2 separate regions of the Gossypium arboreum genome follow, and region 1 is linked to region 2. Evidence: chromatin contacts called from public Hi-C data. All regions are on one chromosome and are shown on one strand. The core of a region is the stretch at or near the end of the contact, and the rest is flanking DNA. Distances in the headings are between cores, read along the strand shown. Region 1 holds the start of LOC108455754 (probable E3 ubiquitin-protein ligase RHG1A). Region 2 holds the start of LOC108456651 (NF-X1-type zinc finger protein NFXL1).

The links. Hi-C and Micro-C count contacts between places; a contact is called where the count stands out from the background.
Region 1: a contact with region 2 is called in a Hi-C map of leaf, with 2.2 times the contacts expected there. The contact joins the promoter of LOC108455754 here to the promoter of LOC108456651 in region 2. A contact is called at or near these places in 2 of 5 Hi-C or Micro-C datasets (both in leaf).

The regions. Positions count from the first base shown.
Region 1 is chr9:49,661,093-49,667,245 of ASM2569848v2, reverse strand. It overlaps LOC108455754 (probable E3 ubiquitin-protein ligase RHG1A), which reads right to left and starts at 2,415. Exons shown (of 4, transcript XM_017754300.2): 1 at 2,163-2,415; 2 at 1,218-1,367; 3 at 689-844; 4 at 288-607. The coding sequence starts at 1,310. The coding sequence ends at 470.
Region 2 is chr9:49,520,274-49,527,417 of ASM2569848v2, reverse strand. It overlaps LOC108456651 (NF-X1-type zinc finger protein NFXL1), which reads left to right and starts at 2,240. Exons shown (of 2, transcript XM_017755214.2): 1 at 2,240-2,569; 2 at 2,776-6,374. The coding sequence starts at 2,891. The coding sequence ends at 6,130.

The DNA of each region.
Region 1 (6,153 bases), core at 1,166-3,665, 140 kb before region 2:
ATAAATAGTACATTGTAAGTGAAAATAAAATAATAAAATTCTCTCGTATTTTCATCTTCTTTTATTTATTGTTTTATTAATTTTTCTATAACAAAATTATTTTTATTTCGAAAAGATATTTGTGTAATTTTTGTTAGTAGAGAATTTTATGTATTCCAAGAAAACAAATGCACCCTTTTGACTTATATGGAGTTTCATTGCGTATGGATTCTATACTTTGAAATTATTTATTCAAAGCTACATTTCTTCTTGCTTTAACTTTCATTTTTCAAATCACGCCACGTTAATTATTTTCCTTTATGAAAGCAAAACAATCGCCATCATATTTGATTTGGAGTTAAATTTGCTACCATTGTCATCCATATAAACACTAATTTTGGACTAAACTAAAATAAATGAAACAGTAAGTAAACCACCAACAAGTGGATTAAATTGAATCCATCCATGGCTGCTGCTGCTGCTGCTACTATCACCGAGGTGATGCCTCAGTCTTACAAACAGGGCAAGCATTTTTCTGCAGCAGCCACTGCTTTATACATTGAATGTGAAAACTGTGTCCACAACATAGCTTCCCCATCTCTTCATCTCCTTCATCGTCATATTCCTCCTATATATACATATCCATGAATCATCAGTTTAACAAAAAATCAGGGTAACCACTACAGTTGAGTTGCAAATACTGAAAAACCTGACAAATGCTGCACTTGTTATCCACATGCATGGGTATGTTTGGTGCTAAATCATTCTTCATCGACCCCTTAATTTTACTTATGCATCTACTTATCTCTTCTTCTTTCAATCCAGTGTTGACATACCCTATCTTATCTGCAAGCTCCAGTAATTGCTGTTTTAAAATAAAACAGAACACGTTACTCGGATTCTTCATTGTCTTATTAAAGTACTCCCATACCTAAACTCACTCAGATGTAGATAACATTGCATTGAAGGCAAGTATCTGTTTTGGAGTGTCTCACTCCCTCAACGGTGGAAGTATTGTTTCCGGAATATCTACATTCGGCTTAGCCCTGGAACAATATCTCCGCCGTTGACGGTGAGGGTGTAAGGCACTCCAAAATAGATACTCGCGCTCAACATATAGATTATTTGCATTCATTTCTACTGAATCAAGAGTAGACAAGGATTGATAGAACCAATAGCAAATGATGGATTTCTTTTATATGAAGAAATATATAACAAACTTAAGAACATAACATTACCTCATATGACATGTTGTCAATATCAAGCCTCCAGTTGCTAAATCGGTCTCGTGAATGTATTCTTTCCCCCATAAGCATATTACGTACTATCATTGTCTGCACCAACCACCATTAACACCAAAAGTTTGATTTGCAGGGCAAACAATGGTCCTACATGAACTAATTGATGAATCTCAAAGGTTTGTTTTTTTTTTTTTACCAAAACAAGAGATTATTTATACCCCATACATTCATCAGGGATTTTAAGAATTTACAAGTCCAAATAAAATCAACCCCAAATCCATGATCGTTTCCTTGCTTTTTTCAGTTAAGCATTTATTAGAACTTGCCCTACAGGACCACATACAAACATTGATAGTTGATACAAAAGTGAACATTGTAGTACTGTGTCCAACACCACACTTTCTTCAGTAGAGAGTAAGCCCTGTTTTTCATTGCGTTTAGGGTTTTAAAAATGCTTTTTCACCGCAGAAACAGCGGACAACACTCGGGTTTTAGGGTCAAAAAAGCGGTGAAAAATGTTTTTCCACCCAAACGCAAAAGCTGGAAATGGAGAACTAGCCTAAGAGTCTTTGAATTTTCAACCACAACAGCAATGGGGAACTAGCATCTTAAATTCTGACACTATATAAAAATTTTCTTGATTAACCCGGTTGTTTCATGTGATTGAAGTAGTCAAGGTTGGATTAGTCTCACTACTGAAACTAATAAACCCAGATCCTACAAGTAAGTTCATTTCTAACCACTGAAAAAGAAAAATATATGTTTCTGGTTTAACTGCAATGAATCCTTTCTAAAGGCTCTGTATTTATGTTCATTTATTTTCAGAAAAAAAAAAGCAATTTTCTAGTAAGAAATAAAAAATGAAACTTTAAAAGCTATAATCAGAGAGAAAATCCTAACTCATAAATACATGAAATCTAACAAGAAACCCAGAAAATATACCACAGCAAGGTGCTCTGGAGAAAGATGAAATGAATGAAGCTTCCAAAGAGGCGTTGAGATCAGCCAAACATAGAAAAAGAAGGTAATTTGAAGTGGGAAATGAATGAAATTTTGGATGGATAATTATGATTTCTAAATTATGAACATAAAATTATATTAGAAGTAATAAAAGAAGAGAGAGAGAGTTGTTAAAAATGATTCAAACACTGAATTCAGTGCTTATCAGAAGCTCCATATAAAATTATCTCCTAATTAACTAATTTTCATGAATTGGTGGGGCCTACGTTGATAAGCCCTTTATTCAAAGATAATACCCCGCTTTCGTCACTAACCCAGATAAGCTAATTTATACGTGTACGCCTTTTTTTTTTTTTAAATTATTTCTTCGGGTAATTTACCTTTTAGGTCACTTAATTTAATATTAACTTTCATATAAGTCACAAACCTTTACTTCTTCTTTTTTTTTTTAAATCAAATTACATAACTAAATTTATATTATTAACTAATTAAATTACTTATGTTAACTCATTTAGGTAATTCTTATGAAAATAAATACATTACTCAACACGAAAAATCTCAAAGTTGATTTCATAATATGCATGAAAAGGTTGTTTCTACATTAAAATAATTAACAAAGTTGGCATAAGTGATCTAATTTGTTAATAATTAAAGTTTAGCGATATAATTTGATAAAATTAAAAGTTTATTACTTAAAATGCAAATTACCCAAATTTCTCTGTTAATTATTAAAGGAAGAGGGAGTTATAGTTAGTTAACACACTAAAAACAAAATAAAATAAGAAATTCAATTCCATGCAAAAGAAAGACAAAAGTATTGTTTTAAAAGAGTTTTCAAGTATAAATCATGTTTAATGAACATGACTTACACGTAATGGAATTTAAATCAAAACATAAACTTTAATGTTTTTATCCAAATTGAATTAAAGGTCCCTCTATGATATGTATTCTCTAGTCAAAAGAAGGAAAGCATGTTATCATTAGGAATTCTTTCATTTTAACCCTAATAATTACATCTACTTTTCTACAACACCCTATTTTGAAAATATACACCACATAATAATAAAGGGTAATAACAATTTTAGTTAAGTTCTTTTTTAATTTTAAGTTAAATTTAGTTTTCAATCTTTAAAACAATCAAATTTAACTATCAATATTTCAAAAGGTTTAATTGACTTTTAATGAAAAACGGACTAAAATATTAATTTTTAAATATAACACTCTGCATAATAATCCAAGAATACTTTATGTTTTCTTTTTTTGTAAATTTTAAATTTTTTAATGTGATATATAAGATAAATAATATTATATCAGTATAAAGTATATGTAAATTGTTATGTGAATTATCATGCTAATATTATTAAATAATTAATATTTTAGTAGACATTTTCATTAAATAAAAGTAATTTGACTTGGAGATGCAGTAGGGTAATTGGCTTCGAGGCTACAGCAGGGGAATTGGTGGTTGCTCTACGAGCAGAGCAACGGGCCATTCACGATGGCCTGCTGTAAGTATGGAGAGAGGGGAATAGAAAGGTTTTATTAGAGATTGATAGCTCCTTGACTATAGATATGATCACAAACGCAGCTAGAGAGGGTCCCAACGCCGCCTTGGTCCGTAGTATTGCTCAATTATGCGGTAAAGAATGGGATGTGAAGGTGAGCCATATTTTTGGTGATGCCAATTATGTAGCGCATCTCATGACGCGATTGTCAAACTAGTGAAGATTTCATATTGCAAGAATTTGATCAGCTACCAGTTGAGATCGTGCATACTTTGATCAGCCTTATACTTTCTGTTGTCTCCATGGCTTAGCTTTCCTTTTACTTAAAAAAAATTAATTTGATTTTTTTAATGTTAACGGTTGAATTTAGTTAAAAATAAAAGGCGATTTAATTAAGAAATTAAAATTTAAAAACTAAATTTATCATCATACCAATTATAAATTTTTATAAAAATAATTTAATAAGGATGGTTTTTAATTCTAAAAAATATTAAATATTTTTATGCAACTCCAATGTTGCTAGTTAATTTTTTTTTCTTTTCTAGTGCGATACATAGGTTAATTGGATGTATTAATTAAAATAGATTACATTATTTTATATTAGTAAAAATAGTAAAAAATATAGGTATAATGATTTATTTGGCATTCTAATTTTACAAAAAAAATATTTTAGCCTTCTATTTAATTTTTCGTCTTTTTTAACCCTTAAACTTGTATTGTTTGTCAAATCACTCCAAAATAGATAGAAAATTTAGCGTTTGTTAACTTTGTTGGTGTGGCATACATGTGGATTGCCACTTGTATGCCATATTTGTAATTAATTAACCTTTAAAAATCAAAATATATTTTTATAATTTTTTATAATATTAATTTTTAATTTTTAAAAAATAATTTCTATATATATTTTGATTTTTTAAAATTAAAATTAATTAATTGTTGATGTAGGATCCACATGACAATCTACATGCATGCTACATCAACAAAATTAACAAACATTAATTTTTCCATCTATTTTAGGTGATATGACAAACAACACAAATTTAAAAGTTAACAAAAATAGAAATTTAAATGGAAGACTAAAATAATATTTTATAAAGTTAAAAGGTGGAATAAATTATTATATTACTATTTTTATATACAAAGATGGAATGCTAATTTATGATATTACTAATGAAATGTATGAAAAATGAGAACTTTAATTATAAAAGATACATGGATTTTATTCTATTGATAAGATATATGGAACCAAATTACATAAAATAAATAATCTTATGTATGTATGGCTTTCTCATCCTGTTAGTATTTTTATCAACAAATTATTGAGAATATTTTGTCCATTATTTATTTATATCCATGCGTTACTTATAAAGCATTTCTCAGAATATAAATGCTTGTAAAAATCTACCTTTATAGTCAATTCTTTTATTTATTTGCTCAAGATTAATTCTTGAAGATTTTTCCATAATGATCTGTTAACAAATAAATATATATAATATTAAACCAAACACATAATAAAGCATATGTAAAATACTTAATTAATAATTATAATTAGATTATTATCTAAAACTTATTGAATTTTATTTATTAAATTGGAAAAAAATCATATAATTAAAATCTAAGAAAATATAATAAAAGTTAAATTACAAATAAAAATAAGAATTAAAATTAAACCCAAAACAACAAGCATATTTAAATGAAAATATAAGAAAAGAACATGAATATATAGGAAAGGAGTGATAATGCATTTAAATCCCATTTTAAAATCATATAAAATATAAATCAAATTTTGTTATGAATATTTTATTATTAAGTAGAGTTCTATATCATGCATATCAATCTCTATTATTAGTAGAATTTTTATTATATATATTTCTTATGTCTATAAATATGAACTTTGGAGAAGTATTGTAAATTAATCTTTATTTATCAATAAAATATAAAATTTTATTTTGCTCTCCTATTTCTAGTTCTTTTATTCACCTTATTATTTATTTCATAACATGTTATCAAGACGATTCTTTTCTCTTTAAATTATTTCCTTAACACAAACAAAATTTTGAATTGGAAATTCTCAAAGAATTTTTTTCTTTCTATAGTTTGGTTTTAAACCAACGCTACAAAGCACCCACATTTGAGTGACAGTGGCGGTGATGAAACTCGATCTTCTGAGGATTGGCATACTAAGAAAGTAAGGTTTAAGGAAGTATACAGTGAGGCGAATGTTGATATGGTTGTAGATCTAGAGCCAACTTCGACTCTATCTTAGAAGGATAAACTTTTAGGGAAAGGTTTAGCCGGCTCTAGCAATGAGGATATTGGATCTGGTTCAGTTCTTTAGCGGGTTTATTGATCTCAACAATAGAGTTTTCAGATCGCATTAAGCAAATTCTTTATAAGGAGATGAAGACGACAGTAGTCCTGAAGCTATTGGGTCATAGTATTGGTTATGTTGCTCTCCATAATAGGAT
Region 2 (7,144 bases), core at 991-3,490:
TATTCGTAAAATGTTCCTATTTGTCTAGTAACACCTTTGACCTCAGCGACAGATACGGGTTAGGGGTGTTACACTCACACACTCCCGTGTGGCCCACACAGCCCAATTGGCTCAGATTGTGTGTCTCACATGGCTGTGTGGTGTCAACAATCCCCTTTTTCGGCTTTCGCTATTCGCTATTTTCTCGGATTTTTGTTACACACCTGATTCGATTTGATACGGAAGCAATCACAAGACTTGCCGAACCTAAAAACAATGTTCAATCGACTAAATTAGCCATGATTCCTCAATTTTTTTTTTCCCAAATAACTCACTCGATCAAACGCGAATATATGCATTACTAAATCCAAAATTGAACTCTTAAGCATTCAACAACTTACCAAACGTCCACAACAATTCCTCACACAATTAATTCGCAGAAGGGGAAATTCGGCCTTTTTTATTAATACCTAACAACGAATGTTTCATAAAATTAACCCATGCTCCAAAAGAGTAATTAAAGCATTAACCATGAACCCTTATAAAAATCTAGAGAGAACATTTACTTACCAGAACCCAGAAATTTACAATCGCAAAGAGAGCAGAGATTGATCCTCACCAACACAAGAACAAAATTGAAAGCACCACCACACAGGAATCAAGAACCGATTGAAGTGAAAGAAAAAAAAAATGGAAAGAAGCGACGCACAAAACGATAGAACAAACAAACAAACGAAAGAAACAAAAAAAAATAATAAGAAGAAACAGACGTGAAACTATTGGGGAATGTGGGAGTAAAAAATTAATTAAAAAAAAAAAACAAAATGAACATGAAACAGAGGGGGGAAACGTGGGGTATTTTGGGAAAAGGAAAATTAATTAGTTAATTAAAACCTATTTATTTAAAAAAATCAAATCATATCCCACTTTCAACTTGCTGACAAAGGGTTTTGAACTCATAACCAATCACATGCATTCAAGGCCGTAAATAATTAAAGTAAATAATTTATTATAACATATTTTATCATTGATATCAAAGATTAGATTTTTGGGACGTCACACTTTTTTTATAAATTGAGATTATAAGTTATGACAAAAATATATCATCTTTAACGTAATTACTCTACTAAATTATAGTGAGATTTATTTCCAAAATAAATTATATTTTTCATGAGGACTCGAGTTAAGCTTCTAGCTTAAAGAGAGATTTAATTTTAAAATTTAATTGTGTAATTGGTTCAGTATTTTTAAAGCACATTTTCTATAAAAATTGATGGTTCGAAAATAGTGAAGAAAAATATGTTGGCAGAAAGTTGGGAAACGACTAGACTACTTAATAAAAAACATAGATAATAAAAGTAATAAATTTGGTAAAATTTATTACTATAAATAATAAAAAGGCTTGATTTATAAAATTTTAAAAGCTATCAAATTTTTCCAATGAGTTACTTTGGATTGCATGCATGCGGTTGGCCAGGTAGATTGCCTTCGCCAGAACCCGATGCTCTTCCCCTCCTTCATGCATGGTGGTTGATGTGAACAATACTAAGGTTGTTTTAGGGTTGGTTTATCTATATCTTAGTTGTTTTATAAAATTGAATAGTCTAATTGAAGATGAAACAAATTTTATTAAAACTTATATATTGTTTTATTTAATGTTATTGCGGTTTAATTATAGTTCTATTAATTGCTTCATAATGTGATTATTTATTTAAGAGTTATTATTTATTTATATTTGAGAGGAAGAATAGAATTTCTTGAGATCGAATTTAAGTTTTCGATGCTTACATCATATTTAATTTTAAAACAATTATGTTATAAGAATTATTGTTTAATTATAATATTATAATAATATTTTTATTATTAAATGTTAATATAATAAAATAATCAACAACAAAGATAATATTTTAAATTTATCTTAAACTTGTGCGTAATTTAGATTAGCAGCCGGAAATACTGTTCTAAAACATATTTTAAATTGAAAAGGAATAGAAATGAAATATTGATTGGGAGAGGTGAAATTCAATTTCATAAAGTCAGTCTAATATTTTTATTAATCAATTATAAATAATTTATTTAATTAATTATTAAAATATAAAATTGGTAACATACATAATAAATGAAAATAATAGAAAGAGCCATATCCAAGTGGGTAGCTCAGGCCTGAGGGCACCGTTTCTAAGAGTGCAAATTGGGCAATTTCTACATTAAACTGCTATGTAGAATTCGGGCCAAGGCCCATGGAGATGCAGGTGAGATAAGGCGGCTGAGTCAAGCCCCTTGAGTGGGCAGCAAGGATGCACGCCATTGCCAGCCGTATGCATATGCTTGAAAGTTGAAACATCATAACATGCCCATATTTTAACTCGGTTGTTTTATGGTGACGAATTAGTCTCGTTTTCCTTTAGCCCCAAGCCAATCCTTCCCTATATATACTCCCCCTCTCCCTCTCCCTCTCCCTCTCCCTCTCCACCCTTTCTACTTGTCGGCTTTCTCATTTTCGAGAAAAGGGAGACCCCCCTCACTTGTTATACCCCCACACAAACAGGAATCATAAGCATTAAGTTTTGGTTTTCATTTTCTTCATCAGGTGCGTTCCCTTTCTCATCTCTTTGCATGATTCCAGATTTGGTTTTTGGGATTTCCTGTAACTGAGATGTTTTTCTCTTTTTGATTGAATATCAATTTCTCAACTATTCGTTTGATTCTTTTGTTTGTTTTGCCTATCTGTTTACCCTTTCGAACCAAGGGATTGCTGGGGTTATTGATGTTCTTTTTATTTTTGTGGTATTACAGTTTTAGGAGGAGGATCAAAGCTATAAAGTTAGTATTTGAATCTTTTGTTTCGTCCACACACACACAAAAAAATTCCATCGGATTTACAAAGTTCGTTGACTTCAACTACAAAATTATGAGCTTTCAAGGCCGAAATAGATCAAGAAACCCTTCACAAAGCACTCGTCAAGAATGGGTTCCTAGAGGATCTTCATCCACAACCACCACCGTTGAAAGCAGCTCAACGGCCGCCTCTAATTCAACCCCTAATGTCAACCAAACCTCAACACGAAATGATAATAGGTACAGACAAACTGGTCGGCCCACCAACCATAGGAGAGATAGGGAAAAGGGAAGGAGTGAGACTCAGGTGGCGGTAAGGAAGGAGGTTGATCCTAATTTGCCACAGCTTGTGCAGGAAATTCAGGACAAGCTTATAAAGAGTACGGTTGAATGTATGATTTGTTATGATATGGTACCGAGGTCTGGTGCTATATGGTCGTGCTCAAGTTGTTATTCTATCTTTCACCTCAATTGTATTAAGAAATGGGCGAGGGCACCCACTTCTGTTGATTTGGTGGCCGAGAAGAATCAGGGTTTTAATTGGCGTTGTCCGGGCTGTCAGTCTGTGCAGTTCACATCCTCTAAGGAGATACGGTATGTTTGCTTTTGTGGAAAGAGGACCGACCCTCCTTCTGATTTGTACTTGACTCCGCATTCATGCGGGGAGCCCTGTGGAAAGCCCCTTGAGAAGGAGCTGGGATTAGGTTCTAGGGTGATGAAGGATGAACTTTGCCCTCATGTTTGTGTCTTGCAATGTCACCCTGGTCCATGTCCTCCTTGTAAGGCGTTTGCTCCACCACGTTTGTGTCCTTGTGGTAAGAAAGTTATTACAACCAGATGTTCTGATAGGAAGTCGGTTCTTACTTGTGGTCAGCGGTGTGGTAAACTTCTTGAGTGTGGGCGCCATCAGTGTGAACGTATTTGCCATGTCGGAGCTTGTGATCCTTGCAAAGTTCTAATTAATGCCCCCTGTTTCTGCAAGAAAAAGGTTGAAGTTGTCATCTGCGGTGACATGGTTGTGAAGGGAAAGGTGAAAGCAGAAGATGGCATTTTTTCTTGTAGTTCAAAGTGTGGAAAGAAGCTTAGATGTGGTAACCATTACTGTGATGAAAATTGCCATCCTGGTCCTTGTGGGGATTGTGAGCTGATGCCAAGCAAGATCAGGTCTTGTTACTGTGGGAAAACAAGCTTGCAGGAGCAAAGGCAAAGTTGTTTGGACCCAATTCCAACTTGTTCAGAGACATGTGCCAAGTTCCTTCCTTGTCAAGTGCACCGATGTGACCAAGTCTGTCATGCTGGGAACTGTCCACCTTGTCTAGTTCTTGTCACCCAAAAATGCCTCTGTGGATCAACTTCGCGGAGGGTGGAATGCTACAAAACAACACTTGAAAATGAGAGATTTACATGTGACAAGCCTTGTGGGCGTAAGAAGAGTTGTGGTAGACATCGATGTAGTGAGCGATGCTGCCCTCTCTCAAACTCTAATAGTCTTCGCTCCGGTGGTTGGGATCCACACTTCTGCCAAATGGCATGTGGGAAGAAGCTGAGGTGTGGACAGCATTCTTGTGAATCTCTTTGTCACAGTGGTCACTGCCCCCCATGCTTGGAAACGATCTTTACTGATTTGACATGTGCTTGTGGAAGAACTTCAATCCCTCCACCATTGCCTTGTGGTACACCACCACCTTCATGTCAACTTCCATGCTCAGTTCCTCAGCCTTGTGGCCATTCGTCTTCTCACAGCTGCCATTTTGGAGACTGTCCACCTTGTTCTGTGCCTGTGGCGAAGGAATGCATTGGAGGACATGTTGTTCTTAGGAACATTCCTTGTGGGTCAAAAGATATCAGATGTAACAAGCTCTGCGGGAAGACCAGGCAATGTGGATTACATGCATGTGGGAGGACATGTCACCCAGCGCCATGTGATGCATCATCTGGAGCTGAGCCTGGTGTCAGGACCTCTTGTGGGCAGACATGTGGTGCCCCTCGGAGAGACTGCAGGCATACATGTTCTGCACCTTGTCATCCCTCTGCACCATGTCCTGATGTTAGGTGTGATTTTCGAGTTACAATCACGTGTTCTTGTGGCCGGCTAAGCGCAACTGTCCCTTGCGATGCTGGGGGCTGTACTGGTGGCTTCAATGCTGATACAGTTTTTGAAGCTTCTATTATCCAAAAATTGCCCGTGCCTCTTCAACTAGTGGAATCAACTGGCAAAAAGATTCCTCTTGGACAAAGGAAGCTTATGTGTGATGATGAATGTGCTAAGTTGGAGCGCAAACGGATTCTTGCAGATGCCTTTGACATCACTCCCCCAAATTTGGACGCACTTCATTTTGGTGAGAATTTGGTTGCGTCAGAGGTGCTTTTTGACCTGTACAGGCGTGATCCGAAGTGGGTTCTAGCTGTAGAAGAGAGATGCAAGCTTTTGGTACTTGGCAAGAACAGAGGAACAACAACGGGTCTGAAGGTTCATGTGTTCTGTCCAATGCTGAAGGATAAGAGAGATGCTATCAGGATAATAGCAGAAAGGTGGAAGCTTACTATTAGTGCTGCTGGTTGGGAGCCCAAACGTTTTATTGTGGTTCATGTTACTGCCAAATCCAAACCACCAGCTCGCATCATTGGGGCTAAAGTGTCGACCAGTACTGGGGCGTTACACCCTCCTGTTTTTGATCCTCCAGTAGACATGGATCCAAGGCTTGTTGTTTCTTTCCTAGATTTGCCCCGAGAATCTGATATAAGTGCATTAGTGTTGAGGTTTGGTGGGGAGTGTGAACTTGTTTGGTTGAATGACAAGAATGCATTGGCTGTATTTAGTGATCCTGCTCGAGCTGCAACAGCTATGAGGAGATTGGATCATGGATCAATTTATACTGGGGCAATTGCCTTTGTTCAAAGTGGTGGAGCATCATCTGCTAATAATGCGTGGGGAGGAACAGGGCCAAGTTCTGCTGTAAAGGCAAATCCATGGAAGAAGGCTGTGGTGCAGGAGCTTGGTTGGAAGGAAGATTCATGGGGTGGTGATGAGTCTCTTGGTGTCACTTCAGATCCGGGCTCTGCATGGAAAGGCAAAGATGCTCCAATTGCTGCTTCAGTTAACCGCTGGAGTGTTCTGGATTCTGAAACAGGTGTAAGCTCATCTTCTGGAGCAGTTCGATCAGAAGATCCTTCAAAGCTGGCTGGGGTTCAATCCTTGTCAAAAATGGATTCAAATGCTGCCAATTCAAGTTCAGCTAGGCTGCTGGGTGGGGGTTTAAATGAAACAGAGCCATTGGAGGTTGTAGATGATTGGGAAAAGGCTTATGAATGAGAGTGAAGAGAGAAATATACCTCTAACCTTGTGGTCAGGGAGATGGGGCTGCCCAATTTCATTTTCAAGTGGTTGGAAAAACTTCAGTTTTGTTTTGCTTGTCCAGTTTACACCTGATATTAGCATATGGGTGTTATGATGATCTTTCTAATTTTTTTTTCTCGCCAAGACTTATGCCCCTTTGGCTGTAATGGTGAATTTTTGTTGCATTTGAGAAGCAGCTAAATATACAACCTTTTTTCAATGGAGCTTTTCCGATCTTATTTATTTTATTTCATAAAGTGGTGGTTTCTACCTAAGGAAAGAGAACTTTTAGGCACATTTATTGTTCTGTCTTCTGGTATTGTGCTTCTGCTAGATGGATGACTGGCGTTAAGTTCATTCCAGATGGAGGGAATCTTTCTATTGAATTTCTGTTATACAAACAGTGATACCTCATTAATAATTCTGGGCGGTTTGTGTTGAATTTGATTGCACATGGAATTCCTATAAACGAGGATAATTTTCTGCAGACATGAGAGGTGCTAAATGCATTTGCAGTAATTTGCAAAGGTGGTTGGGAGAAACTACTGTGGAAACTGAGGGATCGGTAAAGAGATGTAGATGTGGAACCCAGGAGATGAATTCACTGAAGAGGCAATAACTGCGCCCTCCTACCCTGTTGCTTTTCATTTTTTCTGTATAAGTAGAAGGGAATTGACATATCTTATTGTCCCAAAGATGAATTCACTGATGTGGTAACTTTCTATTTGTCTCTATGATTATTTCTATTTTCTAAAGCCAGATGCTTAGGATTGCTGGATTAGCTGCTTTTCTGCAGTATAATGATGAAAACAGTAGTAGAAGTATATGTATTCCTCCAACCATTATCATATGAATGCTTTTTATAACAGACCAATTGTTGACACTTAAAACCTGGTGTTAGAATCTTGGTTGGATGGCTGTGTTGTCCATACGGTAGTCATTTTGATTAATGCTTTGGAGGAGTCAGTTGGAAGCAGAGTTGAATCAGCA